2 separate regions of the Rattus norvegicus genome follow, and region 1 is linked to region 2. The links are chromatin contacts, called in public Hi-C maps. All regions are on one chromosome and are shown on one strand. The core of a region is the stretch at or near the end of the contact, and the rest is flanking DNA. Distances in the headings are between cores, read along the strand shown. Region 1 holds the start of Pigr (polymeric immunoglobulin receptor). Region 2 holds the start of C4bpa (complement component 4 binding protein, alpha).

Region 1 (6,616 bases), core at 2,698-5,197, 190 kb after region 2:
CCTGAACTTTAGGCTATCAAGTCTTAGCTATGTAGACGCTCTCTCTCTCTCTCTCTCTCTCTCTCTCTCTCTCTCTCTCTCTCTCTCTCTGTGTGTGTGTGTGTGTGTGTGTGTGTGTGTGTGTGTGTGTGTGTGTGTCTTCACACCTAATAAGTCTGAGACTTTCCCCTTGCCTTTTAATTCTTTAACTAGCAGAGAAAAATGAACCTGGTCTAAACTCCAGGCTGGTAACAGATGGGCCGTGCAAAGTGAGGAAGGGTGCATAGTTTAGGGAGATCCTTCTCTGTCAGGGATTGGATCAATCCATAGTCTTAGCACATGAAGTTAGCAAATCCCTGAGTTTGGATCTGTGTGGACTTGACATTCTATACTCCACTGGATCAAACAAACAGGGAAGTAGAAAACCCTTGCAGCCCATGGAAATGTAACTCAAGATGGCCATCCTTAATGAGGCTTTGGTAAACAGCAGGGGTGGGGTTGGGTGGCAAGTACCCAGTGCAGGAAGGTCTTGGTCATAGGCCTGTCTCTGCCACTTCCCTTTCAAAATACGCTTGGACATCATTCCACATCTGTGCCCATAGGTCTTCCTTGTTCAGTGCAGAATTCCTCTTAGTTCTGAGTCCCTGATCTGCCCTGTGCTTGACACTGAATGATGGGCATCTGCTAAGTTCAATCCCTTACACATATTAATTTTTATAACAACATTGTGAATTGAGGACGATCAGGCCCAAAGACGTTAACCCACTTGTCCAAGGCATCGTGGCTGGCAGATGGAAAGACTTGGGTGCGAATCCAGGACAGTCTACGTGCAGAACCTGTTCTTTCTCACAGGCTGTACTGCCTCTGCCGGTTTGTCATCTCCTGGCTTGTGCAGGACAGTGTTGTGTGTGAGTTATGTCTATATACCTGGAGGAAACGACAATACACACTTCTGCAGATTTCCAGTTCTCTGGATCTCTTAAGGACTCATGGTCAGAGTAGATGCAGGGAGTAGACCTAGTCTCCAAGCTATACCTACATTCTGATTCCGGAAGTCTGTAAATGTAGCCTCGTTTAGGATTAAATTCAGGATAATCAGACAAAGAAATCACTCCACATGATGCGGTTGGCCATTTTATGCTATTGCAAATGTCGTTGTAAGAGCAGCAGACACCGGAGACATGCCCTGAGGGCAAAGTGACTGTAGAGGCAAAACCTGGAAGTTTCAACTGCTCATCAAAGGATGTCATTGAACACTAGCAGAAGCTAGACATTAGAAGAAGCAACATCAAATACTCCTCTAGAGGCTTTGTAAGTCCTGCTGACTCCTTGATTCTAGATTTCTATTCTTCAGAACCGAAGAGGAATATACTTCTGTTGCTTATTGGTACTAAGATTATGGTTGCTTGTTACAGACCCCACGACAAACTTGGACAGTGCTCAGCTGACACACAGAGACCTAGTATTGGAAAGCCCTTGTGAACCAATTGGCCAAATGCTCTCCCATTCAACATATGAAAAGCCCACAAGCTAAAGAGGAAATGATCCTGCAAAGGTCACTCAGCAAGTTAGGGGTAGAGCCCAAACCCAAATACAAGCATGTTAACTCAAGCCCTGTGGCTCTGATCCTCCCCACACTGAATGAAAACAGATCATATTTTCTTATTTCTAGAAGAAGGTTGGCTTGAGCAAATGAAGTGGGTTTTAGAAAGTAATGCCATCATCATTACTAAGTTGAATGTAGACATATTCCCTAGCTGTGGGCCAGTCCCTCCTCCCTCAGAGCTGGTTCAGGAATCACTCCTTGGGTTCTAGAGAGGGAAGCTGCCACATGTGGGAGGAAGTTAGTCCCCATGCTCACACCACCAGCTAGCGGCTGGACTCAAAACTGGCCACAGGAACTTTACTTCCTGATTTTTCATTGAGTTCTACTTTGATGTTTCCTCTTTCCCAAAGCTGGATCACTAAGTGGGGTTACATGGAGAATGTACATATTTCTTTTTGTGTGTTAACATGGCTTGCCAAAACACTTCTGGACACCACTGGGAACAAGTGCCCCCAGGACATGATCTAGAGAGCCACCCACTACCCCAGAGTTGTGGAGTAGGCACAGAGTCCAACCTCCACCTTCAGGCAGCAAAGAAATGATGGTTTAGTTGATATTTTCTTCCCCCCGGCAAAGCCTTTCTTCATCAAGTGTCTGTGCAAATATTTAGGGCTATGCCTTAGTACCTAATCTATCCATGACAACTAGACACAAGCTATTCCCTGCCTTGGGGGAAAGCAAACATAACCTACAAGTACCTTGACTATTGAGTTTAAATAGAAGGAGACGCAGAACAGAAAACTGTGTAAGGAGCTCTCAGATGGCAGAAATGGGCTTGTGTCATCTCTGTCCCCATATATCTCCCTATAATCATTGGAGCAGGAAATTGCTAGTGAGGAAGAAAGCTGTTAATAATGCCCCTCTGTGACCTCCCACCTGCCACCATGGCTCTAAGCCTCAGCTCCAGAAGAGAGGAGATTAACAGTGCTGTGTAGACAGTTTAGAAATTCCAGAGCCAATAGGTTGCAATATTGCCTGTCTTCTCTAAACTACCAAGGTCCACCGTCTTGCCGTACCCCATTGTCCCTCCAATGACATGAGAGCTCTGCAGTTCAAAAGACACATAGGCATCATGGGACCATGGTTTTCTCGAGACCGCAGGAAGCTACAGATCAGCCAGTCCACTATACAATCACAAGAACAAAGGAGGGCTGAGAAGCCGCAAAGCCCTACTGAAGGAGTTGAGCTATAGAGACAAGAAAATCTGGAGTGTGGGTACTGCAAAGCCCTTGGAAGGAGTAAAGGTAAAAGGTCCCACTGACTAGGTGGAAGTTCTATCTTGGGTCACAGAACCACTTTTTCTTTTTGAGGAACAAGACCAACACAGCAGCGCAGCAAACCAAGACCAAAGCAGTAATGTTGCCACCCAGAGGAGGGAAAGAAGACAAAAGGAAAACGAAATCCAATCTGAAATATCGTTGAATTGGACTGAGCTTTCCTGGAAGTGACCATGATTTCTTTTTTTCTCGCATCAATCAGATTGTAGATGTATGATCTTCAATGGAACTCCATAATAAAAAAAATATTTCTTTTCTTGTCATCAAAACCTGTGCTTGTCTTGTGGGCTAGTGCACACGAGTGAACTCACATGTATAGACTGACCCTCCTTTGAACTCACATGTATAGACTGATCCTCCTTTGAACTCATGTGTATAGACTGATCTTCCTGTTTCTCTTGCCCCTGTCTCCTTTTTCCTTTCCCCTTCTGGGAGTTTGATTTAATACTCTTGAAATACGAGTGGGTGAGCCAGGCCTAGGTACAGTGCATAGAACTTCAGGGGGGCAGGGAAGGTTGTGAGCGTGTAGAGGAATGTATTTGGAACAATGGGCTCCATCTGTGTGGCACAGGAAGGCTATGATTATCTGGCTATGAAATAGGTCATGACCTGGACTTGCTGTAGTTGACTCAGCTTGTGGGAGTCTTCTGCTGTGGATAGCCAGGTCAAGACTCTCTCCCCACATTCAGCTCAGCTTTAAGGAGCTTGGGTAGAGTCTGGGTTGAAAAGGGAATTAGTGTAGTTCGTAGTTCCCAAGGTACTGAAAGCCCTAGGCAGAAAAGGGGAACTTTGCAGATGGTGCTCAAAGAGTGGCATTTCCGGCTCCTTGTATTAGGTAGTCATAGGAACAGGGCAATCCCTAGTGACTGGGGAGGTGAGACCAAACACTAAGGGGACATTCTGTCCCCATATCCTGAAGCTGCAACAAAGGAGGATCTATGTGTGATGGTGTCTCCCTAAGTACAGGGTAGAATGAATGGAGCCAGCCAGGAGAGCAAGGATCTGTGGGAGTCACGTGCTCTGGCTGGCTACCTTGACTATGGGACAGCGGCCCTTTAAGAGCCAGGTGCGGGTCAAGCCAGAGCACAGTTTCAGTTTTGACAGCAGTCACCAGTGCCTCCCTGGAAGCTTCTAGAAGGGCAGGGGCACACACTGGCTGGCAGGCTGTGCCCGAAACTGAATCACCTGGAAAGAAGGAAGTAGCTAAAAGTAAGTGTGCTTCCTGGGATACTGGGATAGGATGCTTCTTGGGATATTAGCTTAGGTGATCCACCGCTTTCCCAGTTATCAGCCTCACAGAGAAGGTGAGGAGGGCAGGGCAGATGGTGTGACTGTATGTCACAGGGAGTCCAGGGGTAGATCCCAGTGGTCCAAGGAAAGGCAGGTATGTACACTGGCATGCCTCAGCCTTTTCTGCAAAATATCGTAGGTGAGAAGAAAACATCTGTTTCCCCTTAAGCCCTAATCCCCTTATCCTCCTATAGTTGCTGACTTACACAGTACCTGATCTTTCCAGCCTTAATCTGTAAAATGGGAATTTAAAGATAACAGTTGTCACTGCTGGACAGAGTGGGTCCAAAGGAGAAAATATGTGTAAAGTGTAGCAATCTAGTAATAAGTTGGAGGCACCTTAATTCAGTTCCACTACTCAAGAATGAATTGAGATCTGGATGCAGGTTGCACAACAGAGCACATAGCCTCGGCTACCTTTTGGAGGAGGCCACATTCAATTCTTTTTTTTTTTTATGGGCTTCTCTGAGGCTCTAAAATCATTTCTATTTGCAATCTAGGCTTGCCTCCCCATATTCGTGCCACTAAAAACAAGTATGCATTGCGATGTCACTCTGCCCCGCTTTAAATGGAGAGCAATGTCCCTGCAGAGTAATAGAATAAGTAGAGAGCAGAGCCACCTCCAGGGTGCAGGCAGCAGCCCTGTGCCCGATGAACCCCCTGACCCAGCACCTAAGCAACCACCGGTCTCAGCCCTCGCAGCCTTACCCCATCCCGACAATATTCCTAAGCCAATCCCAAAGGACAGTACCACCAGCCTAGCTTCATCCTCGGCACCGGCTCCATTTGTGTAACTGCCACTATACTTCGATCAAGGAGACACACACATTTTGTAAGACACTTTTTATTAACCCTCTCCCCTTCTGCTAAGGGATGTAGCGCTTTCTTGACTATCAAGAGGGATGTGCCAGTGCCGGAGATTTGGGGAGAAGGCATCTATCTGGTAGGTGAAAGTAGAGGCTTGGCCATGTGTGAATCTTTCCACTCATGCGTCTGCCTGCCCTGGATGTGGTGTCGTAGTTCAAAGAACTGAACCAGGAGTCAGGAGAACAGCCAGCTCTGTGACCACCACCTGCTTCCCAGCACATCTCTAGATCTGTGGGGTTCATTCACAAGAAACCCAATCACTTCAGCTTTTCGTTCAGTAAATCCACTTTCCCTGGGGCTTCACAGCTTCATCTCCTTCCCACACCTAAACACCAAGGAGCTGGGGAGGGTAGACAGCATTTCATCTCACAGTTGAAGCAGCTAAGTCTTCATGCGTTAATGTGAAGGAAGTAGAGTCATCCAGCAGTTCCAAACAATATCTTGATACACCCTTTCTGATATGGTTTTAAAGGTCCTTTGAGATCACCTAGCAAAGCAAGCGACTTAACTTAAAAAAATACATGCAACTAGAACACACTTTTAATCCTAATACTTGTGGGGCTAAGGGGGAAGGTTGGCAGGATTGTGAGTTAGAGGTCGGTCACACAGAGACTCCATTTCTAAAGTAATTAATTAATTACAGGTTGAGTATTCCCGAATATGTAATTCTAAAATCTGAAATGCCAATATCACACAAGCAAAAAATTCCACACTAGTTCTGGGCACCAATTATATATATATATATATATATATATATATATATATATATATATATATATATATATATGTATGTATGTATATATGTATATATGTGTGTGTATGTATGTATGTATATATATGTATATGTATATGTATATATATATATATATATATGTAATTTTCTTCAGGGTATGTTTAGACTTGGATACTATTCCCAAGATATCTTATCAGATATCTAAAAATAGCCCAAAACTTAAAATGGAGACCACTTCTGATCCTAGCATTTTAGACAAGGGACGCTCGACCTATACATGTTTGCACTGGGCTCAGCAGAAAACATGACTCTGGGTACACTGAAGCCAGGATCCCAGAGTCGCTGGCATCGACACAGCATAGCAGGAGTGGGAGAGCTTTGGCATAGATGTAACCAGACTCAGGAAACAAAGGTAACACTCCTCACCCATGCCCAGTGCTAAATAAACAATGACCAGGGTTTTCAGGAAGAAAGATCTCCTGGCACCAACTCCAGGTCCGGTGACTCTTCATGAGAATTGCCTTTCCAAGGAGAGAACAAATTGACTCTCTTCTCCAAAGCTGTTCTGTCTGCCCCTTCCTCTTCCTGCTGGTTCCTCTAGCAGCCAGAGCCCCTCCAGCACATCAGTCACTAAGCTCCTATGCCCTTTTGTAATATTTATTTTTTATTACTTTAGTGTGTGTGTGTGTAGTGTGTGTGTGTATGTGTGGTGTATACATGTGTATGTGGTATATATATATATATGCATGTGTGTGATATATACATGTGTATATACATGTGTGTATGTGATGTATATATGTATGTGCGTGTGTGTGGTGTGTATATGTGGCATATACGTGTGTGTATGTGTGTGCTATATACATG
Region 2 (6,484 bases), core at 3,205-5,704:
AACTGCCGCTTGTCCATCTGGCCTTGTTGCCCACCACTCACCGAATACAGCAACCCAAAGAGCAGCAGTGAGGCTCATTTGGAACAAAGTTGGACCGGAGGCTCTGCAGAACGTAGACAAGGGCCAGGCCACGGCGTCTCTGTTTCTATGAAGCTTCCCGTGGGCAGCTCTTGTGGGGCGCAGGGCCTGGTGCTGCTTTGTCCACATTTGTTCTGCCAGAAAACCCGAATTCAGTAAATAACCATTGAATCTACTTGTCATGGAGAACTGGGATAAGTGCTGTGATAGCCACGACTTCAAGGAAACTCCAGAGTGGGAGGGAAGACGAGACATGAGCACAGACGTGGGGACACGACATAGCAAGGACTCACCTCTGCAAAAGCCACCTCTAGGAAGAGAAATTCAGTCCACATGGAAAAAGGAAGAGAATTTGCAGAGGAGGACACGCCAGAGCCCCGTGTTCTGTGAAGCCAGAGAATAAATTCAAGTCAGCCCGGAGCAGGAGACAGCGTCACAATTTGGAAAATTACTAACCCATTACTGATCTAATCCCTGATTAGGTTATTCAGATTGTAAATACATATTGAAGACTGAAAGGCTAACGCACATATATAGGAGAAAACACACAACATTTGTCTTTTGGGGTCTGAGTTATCTCTCTAGGAATGATTTATTTTCTAGCTTAATCTATTTATCTGCAAATTTCACAATGCCATCTTTCTTTCTTAACATTCCATTACGCAAATAAATCTCACTTCCGTTACCCACTCATTAGTTGATGGATATGTAGGTTATTTCCGATTTCTGGCTAGTCTGAGTAGAACAGCAATGAACACGGATGATACGTGTCTCTGCAGTGGGGTGGAGAATCCTGTGGGCGTATGCGCAAAAGTGCTGCAGCTGGATCTTCTGACAGACTGGATTTCAGTTTTCTGAGGACCCTCCCCACACACACTGGTTTCCACAGTGGCTGTATCAGTTTGCCCTGCCACCACCAGTGAATAAATTTTCCCGGCATTCTCACTAGCACGTGTTGGCATTTATTTTATGATCTTGGCCATTCTGACTGGAGTAAGTTGAAATTTCAAAGTTGCTTTCATTTGCATCTGGCTGGTGGCCGAAGATGTTGAGCGTTTCCTTAAGTCCTTCTAAACTATTTGTATTTGATCCTTTGAGAACTTGCTATTTATTCTGTATCCCCCCTTTTAATTGCATTGTTTATTTTCTTGAAGGTCGGGGCTTTTCTTTTTAAATTCTTTATACAGTTTAGATATGAGTCCTCCACCAGATGTGTAACTCGTGAAGATTCCTAAAAGAAGACATTTTCTTCTTCATCCTGCAGCTACTGCTTTACCCAAATAATAGTGTTCTTTACTGTACAGAAGCATTTTAGCCTCATGAGGTCCCATTTATTAATTGTTGTTCTTAATGCCTGTGCTGCTAGTGTATTGTTCAGAAAGTCCTTTACTGTGCCAATGAGATCAAGTCTATACAACATAGTCTTATAGATGTACAAAGAGAAAACTAGAATATGAGTATTAAATGGGGAGGGTAATGAGAGAGCAGAACAAATGAGGGAATATAAAGAATGACAACTAATATTAAAAGCCATTTGGAAAATTATATGGAAATCAGCTTCTGTAGATGCTTCCTAAAATATATACATTTATGGAATGAATTTAAATAGAATAACCATATAATGGGGGAGACAATGCCCCAGCTAGATATCTTATGCCACCAAATAAATACCACAGGCTGTTTCTCAGGCTATTGGTTGCTTTCCATGGTAACCCCTTTGGTAAGCCCCATCGCTGAAGACAACATTACTTATATTGTCATACATAGAGAAACTAAGCTGGTACCCAACTAGAAGCTTCACCCTTACTAACTAACATTCATGGTTCTGAGAGGTACTATGCACACTTAGGAGGAGAAATGTATTCATCAATATCACCTTGATACAACCTCTAAGACTCACAACAGAGATCTGCCTGCAAGATATCCTGGTGCAATAGTGACACAAACATTATGGGAAGAAACAATAGCTCTTTTTTTTTTTTTGCATTGGATTTAAGGTCCATCCCATGAGATGGAATCCAGACCTGACACTGCTCAATTGTCTAAGATGGGCCATGACTTAGAAGGAAACCTATTATTATTACTCTGTTAACTGAACATAGCAATAAAATGAATACATCACTATACCCTTAGATTAGCACCCCACTAAACTCCGATCAGAAAAGCTTCTTGCAGTAGATTGGAATTAACATGGTCACCCAAAACTGGACAGTGTGCAGAGACTGAGAGACTTTAGGGTGCTCAGTCCTAAACAGGATGTCTTCATCCAACCACTCCCCTCAAGGATCAGGGATGTCTGAGGAAGAAGAGGTGGAAAGACTGTAAGAGCCGAAGGTGGTAGATGGCTCACTGTAAATAAATAGTGTCTTCCATACACAACTCTTAGCTTAAAACACTCTGTAATACATGCAATTCTATGTATAAATATGCAAATATAGTTTTAATAAACTTTTCTCATCTGGTGACGGGGTCCTCCAAAATTAAAGATTGCCTAACAAAACTCCCAATACCAGACATAAGCAGCCCCCTTTTAATCAGAGAAAGAACTGGAAGAGCTTGAAGGGGCTCGAGACCCCATATGTACAACAATGCCAACCAACCAGAGCTTCCAGGGACTAAGCCACTACCTAAAGACTATACATGGACTGACCCTGGACTCTGACCTCATAGGTAGCAATGAATATCCTAGTAAGAGCACCAGTGGAAGGGGAAGCCCTGGGTCCTGCTAAGACTGAACCCCCAGTGAACTAGACTGTTGGGGGGACTGCGGGAATGGGGGGAGGGTTGGGAGGGGAACACCCATAAGGAAGGGGAGGGGGAAGGGGGATGTTTGCCCGGAAACCGGGAAAGGGAATAACACTCGAAATGTAAATAAGAAATACTCAAGTTAATTAAAAAAAAACATAAAAAAAAGCCCCCTTTTGAGTTTTTGTCTAGGGATGTCAGAGACATACAGTCTACTGCTGTTGCCCTTGGTTACCCCCTAACAGTGAAAGGTAAGTCTCTACTGCTGAAGACGCCATGCACTTTGGAAACAAAGACTAGAGACCGGAAATGGAACTGATCTGAATGCCCCCTCCCTGAGGACTTAAATGTTACTTACTAGAAGGCATCATGCAACCTTCTGAAAAAGAAAGGAGGCGACCGACAGTCCTACCCAGCTATGATGTCTATGAATGCATCAAGGAGCAACACGACCCACTAACCCTAAGGGTGCAGCGGTAAGACACAGAGTTTGAAAGTAACCAGAAACTATCCAATTGGACTTAAGACCCATTCGACAAGAGGAAAACCATGTCTGTTATTGCAAACCTGGTTAACCAACATCTCAATGCTAGTGAAGCCCCAGTTCTTAGCAGAGAATCTACAAACCACTAATTTACTAAACCTGCATAGTCTCTAAAAACAGTCTATAAACATTTATCCTACTATTCACTTAGTCTTCACCCCCATCAGAAAATACACACACACACACACACACCACCACCACCACCACCAACAACAACAACAACAACAAAACAAATAACAACAAAACCCCCAACTTGTCTTTCCAACAGAGACCACCACAGAAAATCAAAACCAATCAAAATGCAGAGTTATGGGGCCCAGTTCTAATGGCTACATCTAAAAAACACTCCTGCACCTGAGAGGAAACTTTACAGAAGAGGTGGCAGAAAGATTGTAGGAGCCAGGGGATCGAGGAGTTTACTGTGAGATTATGTCACCGAGTAACATCAGAAACTAGATCAGAAACGTCTCACCAACATAACCTCCCAAACATGACCCAAACAAGGATACTGACAATCATACAAAATGAGAGAGGGGAATCCCACGAGTCATTGATTGTACACAAAGAACTATAGGCAACTGAGAAAAGCTGGGAGTGAGAGCTGTGATCTTCCCCATTGGTTTTCTAATGCTAAATGATCAGCCCTGAAAACATACACATAAGTAACATGGTATGGGTGGGACAGGTTATATTTAGGAATAGACACATGCAATAACAATTCATGCAAAAGGAGGCCATCTTTGAAAGGGAACAGGGAGGGCTATACGGGAGGATTTGGAGGGAGGAAAAGGAATGGGAAAATGTAATTATTCTCAAAAATAGTAAATAGAACACAGAGGTGCACACACTAAAGAGCTTGCAACACTAAAGAGCTTGCAGACCAGCTTTACCCCCAGCACTCTACCCACGTGCTCAGTAACCTACTGACCTGCAGTAGCAGAGAAAGGACCCTGTGGTGCTGACTGGATCTCTCCTGTACTAGTTTCTCCCAAGATGAGAGTTGATCACATTATCCTAAAACTGGCCAGTAATTGCTCTATCAAAAAGTTCCTGGAGTCGACCCACGCGCAGGTGATCCTTGCATTCCGCCCACGCAAGTGGCTGATCAGGTAGTTGAATAAGATGGACAGGGAGAAACTCTCCCCGTCCCGGTGGATGATTAACAGACGAAGCAGTGTTTCCCTAGTCCCCTTTCCCACCAGCCCTCGTTCTTCGCCATGTGTTGCAATTGTTTATTTTCTTCTCTGCCAAGCATTTCCCCTAAGTGAGAAGGGTGACTGGAATTTGATGCCAGAATTTTCCGTCTTTTCATAACCATAAGAGTTATGCAACACAAAACCCAACCAGCCTAGAAGCCCTGAGTTGGAGTTCAGATCCACTCTGACCAAAATGTCCTCTTCCCAGGACACTAGTCCCAGAGACACATGGGGACCTCCCGAGGCCCTGGCTCTTCACTCATCTCCACATCTCACCTGAAGCTACAATAGACACGGAGTGTATTTTGTTTATTGAGTTTCTGTTGTGTGCTGACTTGCCTGGATCATACTCAGAGCTTAACAGATGTTAACAACTACCACCACCAGGCACCAAATGAAAGTCAGTCTGACACTGGTCACTACTCAGAAAAATGCAATGAAGATGCTAATTTATGTGTTTGAGATCACGTAAATCTATGGATAAAGCCAAGTCCTAAAATGGCCTGTTTAGTTTATTAATAATAAGTTTAAAGATGTGTGTGCCCAAAAGATTGCTATTGAAAAGCAGTTCTGGACCAGTGAGATGGTTCTGTGGGTAGCAGTGCGTGTTACAAAGCCTAAAGACCTGAGTTTTATCCCCAGAATGAACCAACTCCTGCATGTTATCTTTTGACTACCAGATACGAACCATGCCACAAATTCCCCATATATAAATAAATAATTGTAACTCTAAAAATAAGTAGTAAAAATTAGTTCTTACCGGATGTAGCGGTACAAGCTCATAACTGTAGCATTTAGGAGGCTGAGGCAGGAGGATTAGGAGTTCAACATCAGCCTGGGCTACATGGTAAGATCCTATCTCAGAAACCAAGGGCTGGAAACAATGTTCAGTGGTAGAACTCCTGTCTGACATGTACAAGGTCCTTGGCTTGGATCCACATAGTGAAACAAAACAAAGCAAAACTTCTTTGACATCATAATTTATTTCCCGTAACAAACACTAATGGCCCCACAGATGGAGGTTATAGGTAAAGTTTGACCAGGATATGAGACTTAGGGTGGGCCTTCAATGATGAGCAGAAATTACTCAGATGAAAATGAGAAGAATATTAGAGGTAAAGAAAGCACAGATATGTCACAAAGGTCAGAGACTGACTTAATGTGTTAAGAGTCCACGTAAAGGTGATCCTACAAAGTCCTGGATGCTGAGTTAGAGGAAATAACGCCCGTAAGTTCAGTCTTCAAAATGTCATTTTCCAATGTGTTCAAGTTCTTTTCCTGCTTTCTACTATGATGGGCACAGAGTTTTCTCTCTGAGGGGACTAACTTACTCTCAACACGTCACTTTGCCTTCTCTTTTAGGAATGCACTCTATTAGTTACATCTCTGCCATTGTTTTTCTCTCCTGTTCAGCCCTGATTTAAAGGGTTGATTCTTCTTTTCTACACTTTTCACGTTGTCTCTTATCCCGAAGTGTTCCTGAAATCTTGCCAAAACTTCAAATTCCTTTTCCTTCTTTACTCTGACACTGAACTTCTCGAGAATGCAGTCTTCATCTGCAGGTTCAAATGTCTTTGGTTTATCTCTTGTAATGTTTCTGAAGCCTTTAACATTGCTGAACATTTCTATTCTAAATTACCCTTGCCCTTTGACTCTGGTGACTCTTAGTTGACTCTTGTCTCTTGTGACTCTTAGTGCTATCAGCTAGGAGATGAGCCTTTGGGTATGTCTGTGGGGGATTATCTTGACTTTGTCAATTGAAGTGAGAACTACAGGTGACACCATTCCCTAGGCTGGGGTCCTGTACAGTACAAGACACTGAGCACAGCATGCTAGCAATGCATGTATTTATTGTTCTCCTCTGACAAAGCACACACTATGATCAGCTACCTCATGCTTATGATGCCTTTAATTCCCTGTT

The links. Hi-C and Micro-C count contacts between places; a contact is called where the count stands out from the background.
Region 1: a contact with region 2 is called in a Hi-C map of hepatocytes, with 1.6 times the contacts expected there. The contact joins the promoter of Pigr here to the promoter of C4bpa in region 2. A contact is called at or near these places in 2 of 12 Hi-C or Micro-C datasets (hepatocytes and liver).

What each region holds. Positions count from the first base shown.
Region 1 is chr13:44,847,235-44,853,850 of GRCr8, forward strand. It overlaps Pigr (polymeric immunoglobulin receptor), which reads left to right and starts at 3,948. Exons shown (of 11, transcript NM_012723.4): 1 at 3,948-4,071.
Region 2 is chr13:44,659,017-44,665,500 of GRCr8, forward strand. It overlaps C4bpa (complement component 4 binding protein, alpha), which reads right to left and starts at 4,455. Exons shown (of 13, transcript NM_012516.2): 1 at 4,296-4,455; 2 at 372-462; 3 at 42-212. The coding sequence starts at 207.